Regions from separate parts of the Oryzias latipes genome. Here region 1 is linked to region 2. A link is a contact called in public Hi-C data. All regions are on one chromosome and are shown on one strand. Each heading gives the region's core, a stretch centred on a gene start, on an enhancer-like site or on the middle of the called end of the contact. The rest is flanking DNA. Distances are from core to core; before and after follow the strand shown.

What was found. A called contact is a pair of places that touch in the nucleus more often than the background predicts.
Region 1: a contact with region 2 is called in a Hi-C map of embryo, with 3 times the contacts expected there. The contact joins the promoter of pgr here to the promoter of ttc36 in region 2. A contact is called at or near these places in 3 of 5 Hi-C or Micro-C datasets (embryo and fibroblasts).

The regions. Positions count from the first base shown.
Region 1 is chr13:6,458,949-6,462,800 of ASM223467v1, reverse strand. pgr (progesterone receptor) reads left to right here and starts at 1,780. Exons shown (of 7, transcript NM_001172044.2): 1 at 1,780-3,063; 2 at 3,199-3,308. The coding sequence starts at 2,183.
Region 2 is chr13:6,008,608-6,012,391 of ASM223467v1, reverse strand. ttc36 (tetratricopeptide repeat protein 36) reads right to left here and starts at 1,694. Exons shown (of 3, transcript XM_004075274.4): 1 at 1,485-1,694; 2 at 1,095-1,283. The coding sequence starts at 1,590.

The DNA of each region.
Region 1 (3,852 bases), core at 531-3,030, 450 kb before region 2:
ATTGGAGAGCTATCTGTGCCCCATACACCGCACGACCCCAAACAGTCTCAAGGAGAAACAAACAGCAAGAAAACCAAAGATTCCTTTTCAGCATCAAGCCTGTTTATTCAATCACACACAAACAGCACAAACACCATGGAGCTGACTTCTGCTTCCAGCCCTCTCACTCAAGGTTTTCACACCAAGACTCCCCACTTCCCATGAGGCTTAGGAGCTGAAGGCGGGGCTAACCCCCAGGTCGCTACAATATATAAGGCACATCGAACTGTAAGGCGCATTAAGCGAGAGAAAAGAGTCAGAGATAAAGTTTGTCATCAACTAAGAACAGTTAACTCTAGAACCTGTTCGTGACACACCACAAGTTAGCTGTGCTAGAAGCGTTAGCCGCATCAGCGTATGTACAATAACAGTAACTCCAAACCTTGATAGTAACACAGAAAAAACACAGTCTGACAGAGCTACGCGTTAGCCACGTTGGCATATTTACAATAACACCCACCCAAACATTTTGACAGAGCACCATGTACCACTCGCCATCACTTCAACATCAGTGAACACAACCAGATTGAATCCATATAGAAGGCGTTCAAAATCAATCAATTATTAAATAAACACATAGAGCTTTTAAATGCTCTTTGTAGTGCGGAAAACTCAATACAGGTACATGCATCTAGTCAGTTTATCGGAATGATGTGGAGCAGGGAGCTTGTGGCCCACACAGCTTATTTTCTATCCCACAAATACAATCGTCTGCTCCAGATTCCCATTGATTTGGATAAAGAAATACTCAGAAATGCAATTTTGAGCCTAATTTTCTTAATACACATCATTAGAAAGAAAAAAAAACACACAATGCTTTTGTAGAATTATTAGTGTGAAGCCTGTTTAGACAACTATGCTACTATGTTAGACAAATATATTACATGTGTGACATCAAATAAAAAAGGCGTTCAGGGGATTGACGCTCCAAGTCAAACTTCAAAGGATTCAGGTCTTCACACCAACCATCTCCAGTGTTTTTAATTCCCCTTTATCACATCCACAGCTCAAAGATATGTAAGAAAAACTAGGTCATCCTAGAAGAAGACATCGCAAAGATATGAATGTGTCATCGTTATCCAACAGTGAAGTAGGCAACCTCATGGGAATCAACTCCGATGTCCTGAGGAACATGACGCCAGATAACAGATTCAAGGACCCTGTGTGCATCATGAGCACACGCATCAGCAGCATCCTGGGCCTGACTGATTAACCTGAATGGTAAAACCCGTTTTATTATCCAGCCATGATAACAGAAAAGCAAAATCAGAATGAATCAGAGGCGGTTTGAAGAGCTGATGGCCATCACAAACACCTTTTCTGTCTGCACTCTGTTGTAAAATCCCACATGTTGCTCTCATTTCTTGTTCAAACTTATACTGCAAACGCCAGAACAGCTTATTTATCACCAAAGTGGATGAAGGAACAAAATATGAGAAATTTAGAGCATAAAGTAGCTAGAATTTATAATAAACTCATTTCTATTCACATCTTTTAACAAATATTTCTTTTAAATTCCACTTTGTTAAATTGGTAAAAATTTGATTTGTAGATGTTCTTTTTTATTTTATTTTACTTCTAAGTCCCATTCTTTTATGTACTGGCACGCTTTATTCAGCACTTTAAAATATGCCCTGATATCTTTCCCCCTTGCTGCACTTCTTCATGAACTGCAGGGAGGAGTTTAATGGGCCTTGACATTGAAATTCTCCTCATTGGAAGGTTATTCTGTGGGTCTGCAGTGAGGAGTGAGAAGACCGTCAGTCTGCTCCACATCTCCGCTTTGACAGCTACCACTTTCCTCTCTGGCATCCCACGAATGATTGGATTCTTTGAGGATTTTGGGGAATCTGTGGAAGGAAAGGAAACTCCCTTTATCTTCTGAAGATGACAGTCTCAAGTAGGATTTATAGTCTTTGTGAAAGTTTTTGGTTTAACGTTGGAAACCTAAAATCACTTTAGATCACTAAAAGTTTGGGTTTTGGGGGGCTTTATTCACTACATTTGCATTTTTTGGTTAATGTGAGAGATAGTCAGGTCACAGACCGTTAAGGGCTCTGGGGGAGGATTACAAGAAGCTGCAACTTCTTCCACACCTTCCACCCTGCGGCTGCGCTCCAGTCGCTGCTGCGCGCGTCAGAAGATGGAGAGTAAAATGAACGGAAAGCTGGGCGCCCTCGGCACCCCCTCCATCGCCGATTCCACCGAGTCCAGAGTAAATGGCTTGATCGAGGCCGGCTACAGCAGGTCCAGCGCTAAATTGTCCGCTGAGTCACGTTCTCCAGGCTGCCTTTCCTCCGTGCGTAATTTTGGGAACTCGGGCGCGCTGATCCACGGTCTGAGCTCCGGCGCTGAATGCGCCGTTTTTAAAGACTGTAACATACTCGAAGCTTCGAAACAATTCTATGAGCGCAACAGCGAGTTTCTGAAAAGTGAAAATGCTCCGTGGGAGGATTTTGTCAAAGTTCAGCGCGCGGCTGCAGGCGGCGGATCCGAAACTTTACTAGGCTCGACCTCCGCGGCCTGTAAGCTGATCAAGGACGAGAAGGAGCCCACTGTGATCATGGACACCCCCTGCTCCAGCTTTGATCCATCACCTGAGATCTCTGCGCTCGACATCTGCTGTGACGGCGACAGGAAGCAGAACCTGGCGCTCGGGGAGAGCGAGCAGGCGGGGTTCGGTTCCGCCACGGCGGTGGTCCGGCCGGGGCTGGACGGCTCCCCGAACTTCCTGATCGACCTGAACCGCTCGGATCAGCTGCTGAGCCCGGCGAGGACTGACTCCAGCAGGTGCGCGTTGGTCGGGAAACCCGCCGTCAGCTTCGACTCAAACTCCAACGCGCAACAGGTGATGTTCAAGACGGAGGCTGCGCGCTGGCAGATGCACAGCTCCCCGGCTGAGCCGCAGTTCTGGTGCCAGTCTGCAGGAACGAACGAGGAGAGCTTCACAGCCAGCGGCTACGATGGGTTCCAGAACCAGAGCCTGATCCAGAGGAACCCATCACCCTTCTCCGGATTCCCAGGGTAAACACAACCTTCCATAAGCCCAAACTTCACGACATCATTGAACCTAAATGTTTGACATCAATAATAGAAACGACTTGCTGTTATATTAAATAATTGTATTTTAATTTAGGAGTAATTTCCCACTTTTTCCAGCATGCAGCCTCAGAGATTGTGCATCATTTGTGGAGATGAGGCGTCTGGTTGCCACTATGGAGTCCTCACATGCGGCAGCTGTAAAGTCTTTTTTAAAAGGGCAGTGGAAGGTAAGCATGCAGCCTCTAAATTGGACTTTTCATATTTTTTCAATGATTTTTTTTTAGCTTCAAAATCTGAAATTTAGGCTCACTTTGTTTCTCTGTCAAATGTTTGTTTGTAAAATTCTTCGTTTAAATGTTAAAGGCAGTTTTAAAACGTGAAAAATTAGGGACTCTTTAAGAAAATGATTCGTTTTTCCCCCCTTAGAATTTCAAATAATAATACTAGAAAGCAAATCCTCTGATCACCATGTTTTCCCCTAATCCAATGATGTTGGTCTTTTATTTTAAAAAGTAAAAAACTGGACAAATTGTGCTGAATTTTATTTTACTATTGATTAACAAAAGCTTCTGTTTTATGTGTCTGAGGTAAGAAATTCGTAACCTGTATTTCCAACAAGTTTTCAGTGCTAATCAGCAAAATAACAGCCTTATAAATAATGATAATGAAAACATTTCATATGTCATTTTCCTTGAAGGTGTCATCCTAATTTAGATGTTATTCTTTTCAGATCAGGATGTACCAGTCAAACATTAAAAAACAGCTGTGCGA
Region 2 (3,784 bases), core at 445-2,944:
ATTCCAGGAAGAAAGAAAAAGGAGAAACCTCAGGGGTGTCCACATGAACGAGGGATCCTCCCCAGGACAGACAGGCAATGTACCAGAATTAGCTCATCTAACTCTATAACTTAATGTTTGAATATTCCAGCAGATGGGCTTCATCCAGATGGAGTTAGGGGACGGCTGGGGGCGCAAGACGAGCCAGAGGCCAAGTGTAGGAGCAGAAGCAGAGACGAGCCAGAGACGAGGTTGTCACCAAGGGCCAACGTTTTTAAGTCGAAAATGTGCAGATTGTACGTAGCAGCAGTGTGACACGGCCTTAACTTAGATGTGGTGCAGATCAGGGGAATCCAACTGTGTAATTAAAACTAAGGCGCTGACCATGGAGCTGATGTAATGTGATTTTGGCTCAGGGGTCTGAATGTCAAAATAAACAAAATTCAAGCAAAAGTGGCTTATTCATCCTTCTTTTTGGGGTTAAATATGGTATTTTTGTGATACAACTGTCGAAATTTCAAGTAAAGAACCACAACTTTTCACTTTTTTCCACATATATTCATGTATGAAGAGTTTTCATCCGTGGACAATGCACAAATTGTACGGCTTCTCTGTGTGACACGGCCTTGAGATACAAGGGGGATAATGAAAATGTACAATAAACAAAATACATTTTCTTCATAAATATTTTACTGTATTACTATGTGCTAACAATTCTGAAGTCGGAAAGCATTTCAAGCATGTTTATATGAACAATTGTAATGATTTTAAATGGTAATGTATGTACATTTAATGAAACAAGTAAAATGTGGATGATTAGTTAAATAAAAGGCTTTTATTCTTTTAACTAAATCAGAGGAGGTAATGTTTTGTACTAAATTAGCTGAAGAGAATGCTAAAAACTTATTTCAAAAAGATAATTATTTCAAATCAGTGCTAAATGTAAAAGTCTTTTTAAGTAAAAGTTAACACAAAGTTCATGATCATTTAAATTGGGGTAAAACTGGTGAAATGTGCTTCACATTGACTGGGCTCCTGTGCTGTCCTCAGACTTGGCAGCCCGACACGCTGGCACAAAGCTCTAGAAAGGGTTATAATGGCTTTGTTGCATGTACCTGTGGTGTCCCCCTGCAGCCGCAGGGCCTGCGCTCGGTTGTTGTAGGCAGAAGCTCGCTCAGGCAGGATCTGGATTGCCTGGCTGAACAGCTGAAGTGCACCCTGCAAATCCCCAGCCTCTGCTGCCGAGACGCCCCGCATCTCCAGCTCTTTCACTTGCTTCAGCAACTCTGTGTCAAAACCGCTGTCTGGTAGGAGCAGATAAACAGGAGGAAAAACATGCTCAGACTCCGCTGACAGGTGTCCATGCCAAAAGAAAACACTGAAACATCACTCAGTGCTCAGGTGTCTGGCTGGCTGTGAGGATTATTTTAGCCTAGAAACAGGAAATATTCAAATAAAATCCATCCTACCATGACATGTTCACGCCTATGAAGTCAGAAACTCACCATCATCAGTTAATTCTTCCTCTCGGTTGATGCCGGGGATGTCACCAAAGGGGCTGGTGGGGTTGAATATGGCTTGAAGAACAGCTCTGTCATTTGCTGAAGCCATCACAGCTGGTATGTGAAGTAAACTGAAAAATCTGCATAAAAAAAGAAGAAAATCTTTAAAACTAAAATACAACCGACCGATAAGTCCTGCCTCCGTCGACTTCTGCATGAGCCAATGAGAGGAGGGGGAGGAAGCAGGGCTGGACTTTGAGATGTGTCTGCACTGAACCCATCTGTGTGTGATTAAGCAAAACATGCAAACCAGAAAAAACTGCAGCAGTGTACTCACACTGTGATTCCAAGTCTTGACCCTATGTAACCATTCATATCATAGTTTATACACACAATCTTTGAGATCCGTGTATCATTAGCATGATCCAAATGTTCTTTAAAATCCTGTTAGATAGAACTTAAACCTGTAATTCACGATTATTCCACTAGGGGCAGCAGAGGGGCTTCTCCTGCTCATGTCAAAATGTCTGCATCAAGGAAATCACAGACACACATTTGGCGGACAAGTTTGTCTTATTTTCAAAACTCTATGGTGAGAATACCATATGTATTGTTAGTGTTTTAAATGACCACTTGCTGTATTGAAATAATGCAAAATTTGTTGATAATTATTTCTCTTTAATGCAATTACACCACGTTAAAACTATACTCAAATTTCGAGACAGTGTGTAAATAAGGTAATTTTTTTCCTGATGAAATCTACAAGATAAAATTGCAAAATCTTTTTGTTTTAATGACATACAAATAGAATCACTTATGATATGTTGGATGATTGTCAGTATTTGTGCTACTCATTCAAACATTGTCACCAAAAACATACCAAATCATCAAAAATATAATAATTGTTTCTATTTTTATCTCTTTAAAAAAAACAATTTCATTTCTATTTTACTTTGTAGATTTCATCAAAGGGTTTTAAGAACATCTTAATTTAAAAAAAAAAGTTAGTCTTCTGGCATATTTCCAAAAATATTACATATATGACATTTTTATAAAGATCACTGGAATTTTGCTCAACATAAAGTTTTTTCTTTCAAACAAATTGACCGTACTGTATCGTACTTTACACACACAGAGTGACATTGGGAGTGTCACTCTGTGCCTGAAAAGCAGGAGCCCGTGCTTCCTCCTTCATCAGTTAAAAGCGAGAGGTTCTACAGTGTATTTTAAGCGTCACTTCTTCCAGAATAGCTCCGTTTCATCCATCATATATTGAGCTGAATGGTAACTATTCTCCACGATCATCTTCTTCAGCGTATCAGGATGTTTTCCGTTCGCGAAACATTTTATTTTTCCTAGGGGGGCAAAAAATAATTGAGAAGCACTGATGTACATGAAGTGTTGGAAGTATACTAACTGAATATTTAGTTTACAACAAATAGATAGTACATAAAAAATAACGTTCGAGTACACTGCCTCACTGTTTATGTATACTTCTAATACCCTACATCTAATTAGACTACTTTTTTGCTAAGGATTTGTTTAGAATTCGGAAAAAAAAAAGTAAAACGAAAACTTACCACAAGCAAAATGAGTCAATTTGCAGTTTTTTAAAAAAAAACAGTTTGAAACCAGAAGCTTTAGAACCAAACAACAACTTTTACGGAGCCTGCTGGTTAAGAAACCCCCCAGAAATAGAAAGCACTAATGCCCCTCAGGATACGTGACAGTCCCCTTCACACTGACAAGTTAACGCTGCGCCTCCAGAGTTGGATTTGTATTATGACAAAAACCTGACATTTATTGTAGCCCAGATCCTTATTGTGCTACTTTACTTATAGAGAATGCCAAGTTGATGTCAAACCTGTTTTGGTTTATTCATGAACTTTTTCTAGACTATCTTTCATTCTTGGCTTCTCCATGCCAGAGTTCTAGGAGAGCAATTCTGCTCGCTTCATTCAGGATGGGCTATTTAGTTTTTCCACCCATTTTTAGATTATCCTTCAAAATAAAAACAACCTTTTTTTAAAGTTTCTATATAAAAGCACATATTTAATATCAATAAGAGTGTCCAACTGGTTTGAAAACCAGAAAAAGAACAGAATGTTAAAAATATCACTTTCAAATTTAAAGCTTAAAGATTTTTGGAATAATCATGGTCGGCTTTTCTTCTGCAGATGGCATTTAAGGAAGATTTTGTCATTTGACATTCTTACTTGGCAGCACAGTGAGGATGTGACATTTCGTAGTAATTACCAGACTCATCTCTTTTTTTAGTCTGCCAGCTTCCCGCTCACTGTCCT